Regions from separate parts of the Mus musculus genome. Here region 2 is linked to region 1. Evidence: chromatin contacts called from public Hi-C data. All regions are on one chromosome and are shown on one strand. The core of a region is the stretch at or near the end of the contact, and the rest is flanking DNA. Distances in the headings are between cores, read along the strand shown.

Region 1 (6,271 bases), core at 561-3,060:
TACTGATTCTCATTCTAAACATTTAAACAGTTATTGTAGCAACATCAACTTAAAATGTGAGACGGTCAGACTAGCTAAGGGCTAACAGCAATAGTCAAAACGTAAGTACGCATGCGCAGAACCTCCAGGCCAGGGTAGCACGCTCTTCCCACAACGCGGGGGAAGTGGCCTAGAAAGCAATCCGCGCCTTTCCCCACAACTCACCCAACGTTCTCCGCATCCTCGTCACACTCGGCCTTGTACTTGCACGGTCCACACTTGGAATGTTTCCTGTGAGCCCCTGCTCCTGAGCCTTCCTCCTCTGCTGAAAGAGAAAAGTCCACCTTTCACGCAGAAGTTGCGATGGATCCTTTCCAGGCCTTTAGGAACCATCATCTTCTTTTGAAGGAAAAAGCGCCCAAGGTTCTGGAGAGAATCACTTCTAAAAAGCTCTCAGAGTTAGAAGCAAAAACCGCTGCGGCTACTGAACAACATATCCCCACGACACAGCGAGGTTAGCGAAATAACGTCTTAGGCTGTGTGTGCTGGGACAATACGGAAGGTTTAATAAATGAGTTTCTAAAGAATTGCCCTTTAATATTGAGTAGAAGAAAATAAAACATGCGCAAAAAACCAGTCTGTGACTCTCCTCGCCCAGAAGCGCCTGTGGAGGCTGACTGGCACAGACATGCTGGAACACAGCCTGCGAAAACCGTATTATCATCACCTCCCTTCACACTAGCTCCACACCCAACTTTCTAAACACACAAAAACTCACTTCACAGTCAAAAGAAATATTTGTCTCCGATTCAGCATGAGGAAAGGGATGCTCTTACAAGTCCCTCTTCTCTAGTTGATCCACTTAGCATAGACAAAAAAATATGCAGATGTAGAAATCTTCGAGTCTCCCATTTCCCAGCCACAGAAGGAGCACGTATCATTGTCAGCAAAGAACTCACAGTCCCTAGACAAGGGCAACCTGCACCTGTGGGCCTCAACTAGAGTGAGTCTTTGCAGCTCTCTCAAAGAAGGCCAGGAGGTCAGCTGTGAGGAAGGAGTCTGGCCTCGAGGGACGTGGTGTGTGATAGAATTCCGTATAGGGGAGCCAGTCAGTGAAGGACTTATCAAAAGGCGTGTCTACAGATAACGTAGACACCTAACCTCCCCAGTGTCTGCTATCTGCCTAGTCTGACTGGGAGCACTCAAACACAAATGAATACCCAAACAGATTGCAATAATCATGATAGCTAATAATTCTGAGACTTCAGAACCATCATGAAATCCGACATGACTGAGCTAACCACTGAACATTCCAGCCCGTGCTCCCCTGATGGCTGACAACAGCCTACATTCTCAGCTAAATAGCCAGGACTGTAGTATATTAACAAATCTTAGGAGCATCTGAGGCTCCTAATGGAACAGGGATCGCAGGGACCAGGTCATGTGATCTCTTAACATCCTTTCTTGCTCTCAGATCTAAAATTCATGAAGTTAGCGTTCACACGTGATTACAGAGCTCCAGCTTAAACACGTCCATTTAAATCAAATCCTATTGTTCAGTAGCTTTTATCATTTTCTTTCCGGCTGAAACTCCCATCCTTGCACTCCTCCCCATAAGTGTTCTGTTCTCTGCAGTCCTTCAAAGTCCCTTCCACCTCAGAAACTTTGGGAACCTATGAGGAAGGCGCAGCCTGACACAAGGTTTCATGTGGCTAGGATCATAATTACAGCTTATACTTGCGCTTGAATTTTTCCCAGTGAGTGGTCTTTTAACATATCCTCAGGGTACCTCAAATATTATTGTGCATAGAGTAGATAGTAAGATTTACAGCTTCATTAAACATGAGGCAGATTAGTCATCCTCATTCCGGCCCTGCAATGCTATTACCAACTATGACATCAGAAACCATTTTTCTCTGAAATAAAATTTAAAACAGAAAATTTTTAAACTTTTGATTTAACTCTTAATTCTACCAGAGCTGTTTTGTGGGCTTTCTCTTCTAGACACAACTTACTCTAGATTTAAAAAAAAAAAAAAAAAAAAGAATCCTTATGACTTACGATTTAAAAAAAAAAATAATAGAAGCAAATAAAAGAGATTTCAAAGTTCTGTTTCATGATAAAAATCACTTGTGTGGACAATCCTGAGCAGAAGTCAGCTTGTGTAACCTGAATTTAACAGGAGCTATGATGGGTTCCCTTTAGTCTGACAATATACCTTCAGTGAAAACACTGTGGAACAAAGACTGCCTGAGGTTACAAGGAGAGCCAAAGTAGCCTTGGTGGCCAGGGGACAGAGCTCCCTGTAAGGATGGTGGTGGTGGTGATGAGCCACGACGCTGCATATCATTAAAAGTCCTTGAGCTAGGAACTTCAAGTGAGGAAGCCCTTATGGTGTCAGAGTTTTATCTCAGCGTTGTTAAATATCAAAGGAGAACATCTGAACTGGACATGGAGGACCACGCCTGAAATCCCATCACTTGAGAGGCTAAGACATGAGAACAGAGGGGAGTTCCAAGCCAGCCTGAGCTACAAATGTACTCTCTCAAAATAGTCAAGTCATTGAAACTTACCTCCTTCTCCAGATCCAGAGCCGTTATCTGAGAAGAGAAACAACAAATGTAAATATTTCTCCTGGAAATTCTCTTTTCAGATAGTAACATTTCTTTTTTTTTTTTAATTAATTTATTTATTTATTATATGTAAGTACACTGTAGTTGTCTTCAGACACTCCAGAAGAGGGAGTCAGATCTCATTACGGATGGTTGTGAGCCACCATGTGGTTGCTGGGATTTGAACTCTGGACCTTCGGAAGAACAGTCGGGTGCTCTTACCCACTGAGCCATCTCACCAGCCCAAACATTTCTTATCATAAACAAAAAACAACAAAAAAAAAAAAAAAAAAACCCTATGGCATCCAGGATCATATATTTCTTTTCTCACATTTCTGGCAGCTAGGTTTATTTTCATATGTCTACTTTAGGCTGTACAGAGTAAGTAGCCTAGACACATAACCATCAGTCTTTCTAACATATTAGAATACATTTCTTACATCTCAGAAGGCAGCCGGCCAGGAAATACCCAGATCCCATGTACCAAGACTAAAAGATACTATGAACAGCTAAACAGAAATGATTTGCCCACCCATTTAAAAGGTAAAAGGAAATTTTAATTTTGTTAGGGCTGGAGAGGAGCTGAATAAACTGCTTCTAGTAGAAAGATAAAGGCTGAGCCTGGCTCCAAAAGTCTTCTTAATCAAATTTGTGGATACAGACCAGAGGCCAAAAGGCAAAAAAAAAAAAAAAAAAAGTCCCTAAGGTTTAGCAAGGAGAACCTCCCTCAGGGTTGAATGTGCATAGTAATGATAAAATTAGCTTCCTCTGGGAAATCTATCCAGGATAAATCTCAGAGAGAGCACAGTCTAAAATGTAACTAATGTACAATTTTTTAAAAAAATTATAGTACTGGGCCTTATACATACTAGGCAGTTTTATTTTGTAGGGCTGGACCTTGTACATACTAGACAATCACTCTACCACTGAGTCACACTCCTAACTCTAAAGTTTTATTGTATAGGACTGAAAATTCCAATATATAACACAGAATGAAAACAAGAGACTCTGTCATATCATCAGCATGGAGCTGTAAAAAAAATAAAAATAAAACAGAGATGGAAGATGAAGTTTTGACACTTTTCAGCACTCTATAGGGGAGATGATATCTTGGCCCCTGGGAATTGATTCTATTCTTCAAATCGTCTCTAGAACGGAAGATAATACTGAATACCAGTCCTTCCCTCCAACCTCCACCAGAAACACATCAACAGGGGGTTAGAAAGCACACATGCAGGCAGTGGCAAGTGTAGAAAGCACACATGCAGGCAGTGGCAAGGGAACAGGCTCTGTGTGCAAAGTTTTCAGTTGCATTCTGTTTTGATTTAGCCAATTGTGTGAGGCTGTCTCCTGAAAGGAACGAGGGGAAGAATGGAGGAATGGAAGATGAGGAGTTGAATTTGTAAAAACTTATGAAAGCCTAACCCTTAGTTTTCTTAGGAAAACTTTTGTTCCATGTATGTTGACTGGACACATATTAAGTTCCAAGGGCTGTGATAAATTACAGTGATAAGACTCATTCCAAGTACATGAGACACTCACCCTAAACCGTTTTTTCAAGCCATGTCCACTTTTAATGGATATTTAAAAACCTCACAGCTGCCTTGGTCATTAAAGATTTCTACACACAGGAGCTGGAGAGATGGCTTAGCAGTTAAGAGCACTGACTTCCAGAGGTCCTGAGTTCAATTCCCAGCCAGAAACCACATGGTGGGTAATGGGATCCAATGCCCTCTTCTGGTGTGTCTGAAGTGAACAACAGTAATACTCGAATATATAAAATAATAAATCTTTTTTTAAAATCCCTAAATAAATTAAAAACTGTAAGTACTCTGATAATACAGTAGTTTCCCTTGTTAGAATTGTATCAGTGGTATACACACACACACACACACACACACACGCACGCGCGCGCGCGCGTGCGTGCGTGTGTGTGTGTGTGTGTGTGTGAGTCCATCTCAGTTCTGAGAAGGTGTTTTGCTTCCCTAGACAGGACACACAGCCTCCTGGTTGAGAAAGCACCTAAGTGGCTGTAAGCAAGCAGATCAGGTAAGTGAAATGCAGCATGCTACATGCATAGATACACAGACGATAAAACAAACTTCCTAGAGAGGCCAGAGAAGAAGAACTCCAGAGTAAAGCCTAAGACGAGATTTTTCTGAGTAATTGAAAGAGAAACTATTTCAAACTCTCAGAATAGGACACCTCTAAAGACTAAAAACATGAAAACACTGGCCCAGTCAGCAAGCAACAAAATAAGGTACCTCACCACCTCGGTATTTCTGAGCTCACCAAGCCCAGAAGGCAGATATCCATGTAATGACCTAGAGAAACAGAGTTCACAGAGCCATAGCTGCCTGCACAAGGTTACATGGTAAATAAAAGCTGGGCCAATTTTAACGCTGAGGCCTTCTGCTCCTAGTTTCAGGGTTGTTTGCAACCTGCCAAGCTACCTCCTGTCACTGCCTATCAAAGCAACCTGGTGTCTTACACACGTGCTCCTAATAAATGATCAATATAGCATCAGAAAGAGTCCCCAAAATTTCTAGATGAAGCCTGTGAAACACAATGTACTTAGAGAAGTGTATGAGCACATCGCATGACAGCCCAAGAGCACAATAATCTTGTGTACAGTAAAAATCTATCCTTGTTCAGAGAGGTCTGATATTTAACCTAGGCTTCTGGGCAGTCATTTATAGTATACCTGATAGTAGTGTCTGTTGGGAGTGAGCTCTACAACAGAAATAGAGAGTAGGCCAGCCACACCTCACAGTATGAGGGCTTAGCCACCTTAGCAAGATCAAGACTGAGGCTGAGTTTGAGTCCCCGAGCGTACGTGTAAAAAGCCCGATGTGGCAGCATATTCCAGTAACACCAGTCCTGGGCAGACAGAGACAGATCCTGGGAGCTTCCTGGCCAACCAGTCTAACTATACCACAGATGCAGTGAGACCAAAACTCCAAGAAATAACGACTAGAAGCTGGAAGTTGACTCAGTGGTTAGCAGCATTTGCTGCCGTTACAGAGGACCTGGGTTTATCTCCCAGCACCCACAACTCTCGCTCCGAAACACTCTCCTCTGACATTCTAGGGCTCTGCACAGATTCTAGTTTCCAAGCAGGGGAAACACTCATCTACAAAAATAAAATAGTAATAAAAAAAGATAGCAGATGTCTCTCTCTAGTTTGCCATGCATCCACCCACACATAGAGGAGTTTACCTGAATACATGCATCATGCATGTTTATATCACACACTCAAGACACACAAATGGAAAAAACAAGATCAGTCATGTGACTTAAAATGGAAGCTTTGGGTCAAACTGTGTTAGAGGAGCTAGAGTCTAAGATCGGCGACATCCCACATAGGGGATGAAGGTGCGATAAACCCCAGCGCTGGAGCTCCGCTTGCCCGGTTGACAGTGCTCCCTGAGGAAGTAACACTGTCCGTGAGTCCTTGGAGAGGACAGAGCTGGACGTTCCATGTTTGGACCTCTCCCAGAATCTGTCCTACCCATCTCTGCTTTGGCCAATTTTGAGTATATCTTCTCCATGCAATAAATCATAACTCTAATAGCTTTTAGTGAGTTTTAAGAGCCCTTCTAGGAAATTGTACCTGAGGGCAGTTTGGGGAACTTCTTGCACTCTAACTGGTAACCTAAGTGACAGCAGTGTTGGGGACT
Region 2 (7,090 bases), core at 1,928-4,427, 48 kb before region 1:
AACCTTTAAATGCCAACATTCAGAATTTGGCCAAAAGCTTAGACGTATACAACTGTAGAAGATAAGACACCAATAAATATTATCAACAAAAGAGATGCCTGGGAAAACTTAAGGAATATCTCAGATAAAAATGAAGATATATGGGGGCTGGTGAGATGGCTCAGTGGGTAAGGGCACCCGACTGCTCTTCCGAAGGTCCGAAGTTCAAATCCCAGCAACCACATGGTGGCTCACAACCACCCGTAATGAGATCTGGTGCCCTCTTCCGGTGTATCTGAAGACAACTACAGTGTACTTACATATAATAAATAAATAAATCTTAAAAAAAAAAAAAAAAAAAAAATGAAGATATATTTAAGCGGCCTAGCTCAGTTTCAAATAAGTTTAGAAGGGACAGTCTTCGATGAGAATTAAGTAAGGTTAATCTTAACTGCTAAAAATAACCATGTAAATATATCTATATACATTCTAACCTATAACAAGTACAGAAATTTCAGTCTTAGGTCAACAATATGAAACTTCCTATTTTCCCTGTAGGCTTCTAAAAGGTAGCAATTTGTTTTGTTTTGACAAACTCCTGCATAATTTATACATCTTAGTTTCACATCATCTTCAAGGTAGTCTGTCTTAAAAGAAAAGAGCTTTATGATTAGCTAGTATCTCTCAGTTTCTTTATGGAACTATAGAATCCAAACACAGGAAGGAAATACCAGCAAGTTACAGAGAATAGAAACAAATAGAAAAACAGCTTTTCTGTAGGGGTCAGGGAGAGAATTTCACCGATAGATGGAGCCAGGTGAAATTTCTGTTTCCTTGCTGCAGCTTCTGTGAATCCTGAGGGAACTGCTTTGCTTATAGGTTCCCCTGATACGTGGGGCCCCCAGTGTTCTTCCTGACATAAGCATGCACATGAGGGTGAGCAGGCAGTGGCTGATGCCCCAGGAGGTGAATGGATCTATTCTTTGGTCCCATGCCCAGCTCATCACTATCTGCACCAGTACTGGAATGGACACCTGAAGTCAGGTGACATTTTTAAGCCTAGAGAAAGGCCTCTCGGAGCTTATAAGAAAAGGGTGATGGGAAAGAACTTTAAAGACACCAGTGTACTCTTCTATCTTCGAAATTCCCCATCTTTTCCCTAAATACCCTGTGAACTGATAAAAACAAATCCAAAAGTACCTCTCGCCCATTCCAGCGTAACTTGAGTCTGGGACACTGCCGAATGCACAGAGAACGTGAAGGTTACAGGCCTGACGTTTCTATCACTGTTTCTGTATTTCATGTTGTCTGCTCTTCTAGGGTTCTGTGCACACTGACTTCCACTTTTAAAAGTATATAGATGTGTGTATGCATGGATGGACATTCCCACACATTCCTGACTTTATGCTTACAACAAATCCTCTGACACACAGGAAATTCGGGGCCAGTAGGTTTGGAAAAATTTAAAGTTCATAATACATACTATCAAAAATGTCTCCCAAAATGTGCCAACTGATTCTCCCAAGAGCAGAACTGGAAAGACGGGCCTTCCCTAACCTTTGTACTTTGGATTTACAGTTCTGTACCAGCCAGTGTTTAAATAGGCAAGCAAAGATCCCTGGTGTCATCTGCTTTGTCTTTTCTTATCATCGTTCATTCTTAATGTGACTAAAGAGTCCAACTTGTCCATTTAATTTACAAGAGCTTAAGAAATATACTGTATTTTTATAATACAATATATGTATTTCCCATAGGGTCTTTTAAAAACATATATTGAGCATTTATAGGATCTTAGCGGGGGGGAAAAAGGCTTCCCAATTGAGTAAGGAATTATTTATGGACTTCTATATCTGTATTATTGTAAGAATAATATTAAGACATAAAACTTAATGGGGAGTTGGGACTCAGTGTCTATAGTACTAGCACTTGGACGGCTGTGGCAGGATCACCACCATAGTTTGAGGCCAGCCTGGATTATTAAATAGTGAGGGTTAGGTCACCATGAACTATGGGCTGGACTGTCTTACAAAACCAGTCAACATTTTTAACACAAATAATGGCCTGATTTGGAAACACTTAGCTTTTCTTATTGTGAATAATACAAAAAAAATTCCAATGGACAAACTATATTCAGAGTTTTTGATTTACTGGTTGAGTTCTTGGTAAGAATAAATCTATGACTGCCTGGGTGCTGGCTCCTAAACTGTTCTCTTTTAGGGGGCTGCTGTAAATCAAACACAAGCCTCGGCCACATGAACAAGTGTTCTACTCCCGAACTGCATCCTTGGAACCTCCCGGTTTCTTCTTTTATGTAGCAAAACCAGTCTTCAAACTTGAGATTTCTTAAGACCCTTTTGGCTCCAACATTCTAAAGTCTACTGGGTCACTGTGTTTACTAAGACTCAAATGCTGAAAGAACCTGACAGTATTGAGTTTCAAAGGCAAGAAATAGCCCGAGCCACAAGCCACAGTTCACATTCCATGACTAATAAGAAGCCTGACCCATGGGCGAGAGACAGCAGCATTGGTTAGGAATGGTTCTCTCTCCCAAGGTGACTATTTGGCGAGCTCAGTATATTCCCATATACCATGGCTGACATGTGACATTGGACACCCCTGTGACTCGGTGGCAAAGGATGAGAGGGAATATGGTCATCGAGCTGGCCCCAAATGCAAGCTTACCTGGAAGATTACCACTCGGAATTTGTTTTTCTTCATTATTTCTTCTTGCTTGGTTTCGACTTTGGTTACACGAACCTGTTGCTTCTCTACCCGGGCCTTGACATCCTTAATGTGAGCGCTGACTTTCCGGGTCTTCTCAAACAGCTTGTTGACAACGTAGCCCGTATTGCTGTGTGACTGTGAGAGCTTCAGCAGGTCTATTTGGACAGACTTTATCGCGTTACCCATTTCTCTGTGTCTCTCCTCAATTCTCTTCTGGCTTGCCTGCACACTGTCCACGACACTGGCCACTCTGTCCAGCACGGTCACAATGGTGAGGGCTGCGTCTTGGTCTTCATCTTCCGTCACACTTGACAACCGATTCTGGTGGATTTTACCAGCATTTGAAGCTGATCCGTTGTGTTCCATTTTACTTTTTTCTCAGCAGAAGGTGTCCTATGGCAATCCGGTTCCTACGCCTGGAGCCAAAAGTCGGCTAGGAAGCAGGCAACGGAGCTGCTTTAAAGGGTTGAAAACCGCACCCTGGAGAGTGGTCAAGTATTTATAACACAAGTGCCCATACGTGACTGCCCTGCAACATGAGCCCTTGCAAAGCACCGGGGCCGGTTCCAAACATGCTTGCCGACTGACTAAGGACCTCAAATAAGTCTGTGTGGGTGGGAGGGGGAAACTGTGAGAAGAAGTTCACTAAAGCCACTATGTTACTCATACTGAGCCTGCAAGCCAAGTTGCTTCAAACACTGAACTAAGTTTTTCTCTTTGGATCATTTCAGGGGGTGGTTTGTAAAAGGAAAGAGAATTCTGAACTGCAATCTTCTTGTCCTATGAATTGTTCCTATTATTAGTACTAACAGACCAATATCAAATAATACAATAAATGAGCACACAAAGCAGACCGTATAGTGAAAACATTATATTATAACATGCTTTTCCAAATCAAATTATTAAAATTAATATTTAAGTTTAAACATAGTCTTTAAACTCTACATGCATACTTTTGACTGGCTAAACTACATGTTAAACGCCTCGATACATTCTACTCACAGTTCAGACTTTGAAACACCAACGATCTATTAATAGAGCTACTACAGGACAGATTTGAATTAGAGGTCTTAGGTCATTTTTAAGCTCACTTTCAGAGCACCAATCATTAACAATTATTTCTGCATTGTATTCACAAACACTGATATAATTTGTACATTTATATTAAAACAAATACAATGTTTAAAAATGAATGTGTATTAAAGTAGTTTAGCTGATACTGTAGGTTTTATTGCAATCTGCTCATTAAACGCCCTATCTTGACAATATCTAAACCTATTTTCAGTGACCTGTTCCACCGTTAATTCCCAGGCCCCTTTTAAAATGATTAGGATTATTTCTTCAAGGAGAGAAATAGTCAACTGCAGTTTGTACAGCTTATAAATATGTGACATCTAACACATACACACAGCTTGGCAGCCCATGCAATAGGGGAAGTGTCTAAAAAAAATCAGATACTAAACCTCAAAAGCATTTAAATATCTATTTAAACACAGTGTCCTCTAGATTTTTTTTGTAAGAAAAGTAATCTGTAAACATCTTTACTTTAGTTCATGCTTTGTCATTTGCTGTGGTCACTGGGGAAGAAGTATGACTTTATGACCACCGTGAAGTGGGTCCATCCGTCTCTGCAAAAATATTACATTCCATGGATAAAGAACAAGTCTTAGTAGTATCACCATGTGTTACAAATTCGTGAAGCCAATTTCTGTATTTAAAAACATAAAACAGAGACTACTAAACAGTCAAAAACTGTTGTAGCTAAATATTCTAAATACGAGCCAACAGTACTACACTAAAAATGTCCAAAAATAAGGCCTCTGAAATAAATATTTCCATTCTTTAAAAAAAGACATAATAAATGTACATCACGTGGTCAGTGCGCATATAAAAGTCCGCGGCTCAGACCATTCTGGATGAAGTGTCTGAAGTAAAATGACCCAGGTTCTGCTTCTGCCTCCGCCCTCTATTGTTCTTGGGGCATTTCCTGTTGCATTGAAAATACAGATATTAAAAAACAAAATCAGTTAAGGATGTTTAAACTATGTCAAAGTAACGCACAGTTCACACACTGCACCCGTTAGAAAAGGAAGTAAGAGACTTAATTCAAGGCACAATGACTGGTTGTTCTTTGCTCTATAGCTGGAGTTGGGAGGGGTCACACACTGCTGATACACATTTCTGAGAGGGACGTCGGCCTCTCTGGCCCGGTAAGTCCTCAGTTCCCGAGACTGATCGCTGTGAAGGTGAAAAGATGCTGACCTCACTACTTTTCCTGAGCATTATCACAGCGCCAAGGCGACAAGGAAGCTTCTCTGACGGAGAGCAATAGCACAACACCGATGATCTCAGACAGGATGCGCGGAAGCCCTCTAAGTCAATCAGAGCTGGAGTACACCTAGTTGCGGCATGCCACAGAACCGCCCAGGAGACTGGGCCCCTCCCTACAGGTGAGGGATTCCTGGTCCCTGATCTTACATTTCAGTAAAGGTGGTCCTAATGTGGAACAAACCTCCAGACAGTGTTAACTATTCCTTTCTCTACCCACCAGACTGCATGATCAGCTCTTGCAAAGGAGTGTGTGAATGCAGAGTAAGGCACTTATGTGGATTCTGGCCACTTTGAGTTTGGATCCTACTGTTAGTATCGGTAGTAGCCATCTGTGCAAATTCGATGCTCCTGTGTGGAAACAGCCTCATTACAAGACCATTTCCACTGTATTTGCCCTAATATTCCATGTTTGCATTCAGTTTCAAAGAGGGCTGCTTTGCCTTAACTTAAAAGCCTTAACGACAATGTTTCTGATGGTTTCAGTGGATTTTCTTTCACTAATCCTTATAAATATAGTCTGATGCAGACAGGGCTGGGATCATATCCATTTCATAACGAGGGAGCTGGCTGACAGGCTAAGCAACTGGTTTCAACTGTCACTAACCCACCATGACCGGGAGGAATTCCAAGTTCCTGGGACCAGGCCTTTTTCTTCTATACAGTAGAGTTTGGCTAAGACATGTTCAAAGTCCCTGCCAATTTGCCATTCTAATAGTCTGAAAAAAAATAAAAGACTCCAAGCATAAAAGAAGAAAATATGACTCACAGATAAGTGGGGTGGTAGGAACATCCATTTAAAGAAAGATTCCTCACAAGAAACAGCCATCAAAGATGTACAGCTGTCCCCTAATGGACTACATGGGAGAGGCGTGCCTTAAAAATTCAATGGTGTGGTCCAAGAACATAGTCACAGGATTCCACATACAAGACAGCAAGCTATTCAGGGGCTGGGGTGGGAAAAGGCTGTGTTTCTTATATAGCAGTAAATGTGGCCATAATGGGGCACAAATGTCAGGATAGTACAACTACTCTTCCTACCACTCGGGGCTTTCCTCTACTAATGCCCTAAATGGTCTCCTCTTATCACACATCGGCCCCATTCCAATCAGTTCTGCACATGACCATTAATAGGGTTCAAACACACTAAACCTTGACAACATCAAGTTTGGTTGCTGTCCCCATGCAATGGTCACACCTGGCTGATCTAATCCTAACACAACTCAACATGGCCCCATCTCTCAATGGTTCAGTAGAAAGAGGAATAACTGAAGGATCAAACAGCACTGAGTCCAAACCCAGGCACTTCCCCTTGCGAGCTGAATGACCACAGGCAAGGTGGTTAGCCTCTGAGCCTGTGTGAAACGACCAAGGCCGTGAGGCTGTTAACTGTTTTTCCCATCTTCTTTTCCTGTTGTCATTGTTTGTTATAGCATTCTGTCCCAGCTTTGATCTACTGCCCAATTTTATGCTCAGTTGTCTTGCCGAAAGGCAGATCATCTGTTCTGTGGAATAAAGCATGCTGACTTTAGTGCCTAAACTTCATGGAGAGTATCAGCTACTCGGGGAACATTTTTCCATCATTTCTAGATTTACCATTTTGCCTCCAGGGTGCTGGGACTCTTGCAGGTCTTTTTCCAGGACTTGGATAGATGGCCTATCAACCCAATCAGCTTGTCAATATCTGCTTGCTATACTATGACTCTCTGCCCCAAGCCCTGGCCCTCAAAAGGCAAGAGAATACAAAAGATAATGTTCATGGAACATGAGAACCAAACCTTAAAGGAAGTAGGAAGAGATGAGGAAAAAACAAGGAGAGAAGGCAGGATATTCTGCTCTGACTTTTCCAGTTCAGTCTCACATGTTTCTACTCCATTTGAAATATCCACTTATTGTCAACTGTGCTGCAAACAAGTCTTTTAACATACAATAGATGCGTTTTTCAAACATTTATTTATTCAGAAGATGTGTGTGTGTACCTGTATACGTGTGTGTGTGTGTGTGTGTGTGTGTGTGTGAGTGTGTGTAGGTCAGAGGACAACTATGGGGAGTTGGTTCT

What was found. Hi-C and Micro-C count contacts between places; a contact is called where the count stands out from the background.
Region 2: a Hi-C map of the C2C12 cell line shows a contact between it and region 1, with 2.2 times the contacts expected there. The contact joins the promoter of Cavin4 here to the enhancer-like site in region 1. A contact is called at or near these places in 4 of 39 promoter capture datasets (the 3T3-L1 cell line, frontonasal cranial neural crest, macrophages and 1 more), 9 of 484 Hi-C or Micro-C datasets (the C2C12 cell line, the CH12 cell line, Sertoli cells and 5 more), 3 of 115 datasets of contacts at active chromatin or transcription factors (the NIH/3T3 cell line and embryonic stem cells) and 1 of 9 other capture datasets (adipose tissue).

Annotation. Positions count from the first base shown.
Region 1 is chr4:48,611,265-48,617,535 of GRCm38.p6, reverse strand. Tmeff1 (transmembrane protein with EGF-like and two follistatin-like domains 1) reads right to left here. Exons shown (of 10, transcript NM_001356272.1): 4 at 2,553-2,579; 5 at 205-304. Among named protein-coding and RNA genes, the nearest start is that of Tmeff1, 29 kb to the right of the region's middle. Within about 2 kb of position 1,810, at least 12 of the 459 cell types and tissues checked have an H3K27ac peak or open chromatin away from gene starts, as enhancers often do. A contact at or near this core is called in the C2C12 cell line and embryonic fibroblasts, where this site is marked.
Region 2 is chr4:48,659,601-48,666,690 of GRCm38.p6, reverse strand. It overlaps Cavin4 (caveolae associated 4), which reads right to left and starts at 3,177. Exons shown (of 2, transcript NM_026509.3): 1 at 2,662-3,177. The coding sequence starts at 3,069. Tmeff1 (transmembrane protein with EGF-like and two follistatin-like domains 1) reads right to left here. Exons shown (of 10, transcript NM_001356272.1): 10 at 3,560-4,690. The coding sequence ends at 4,606.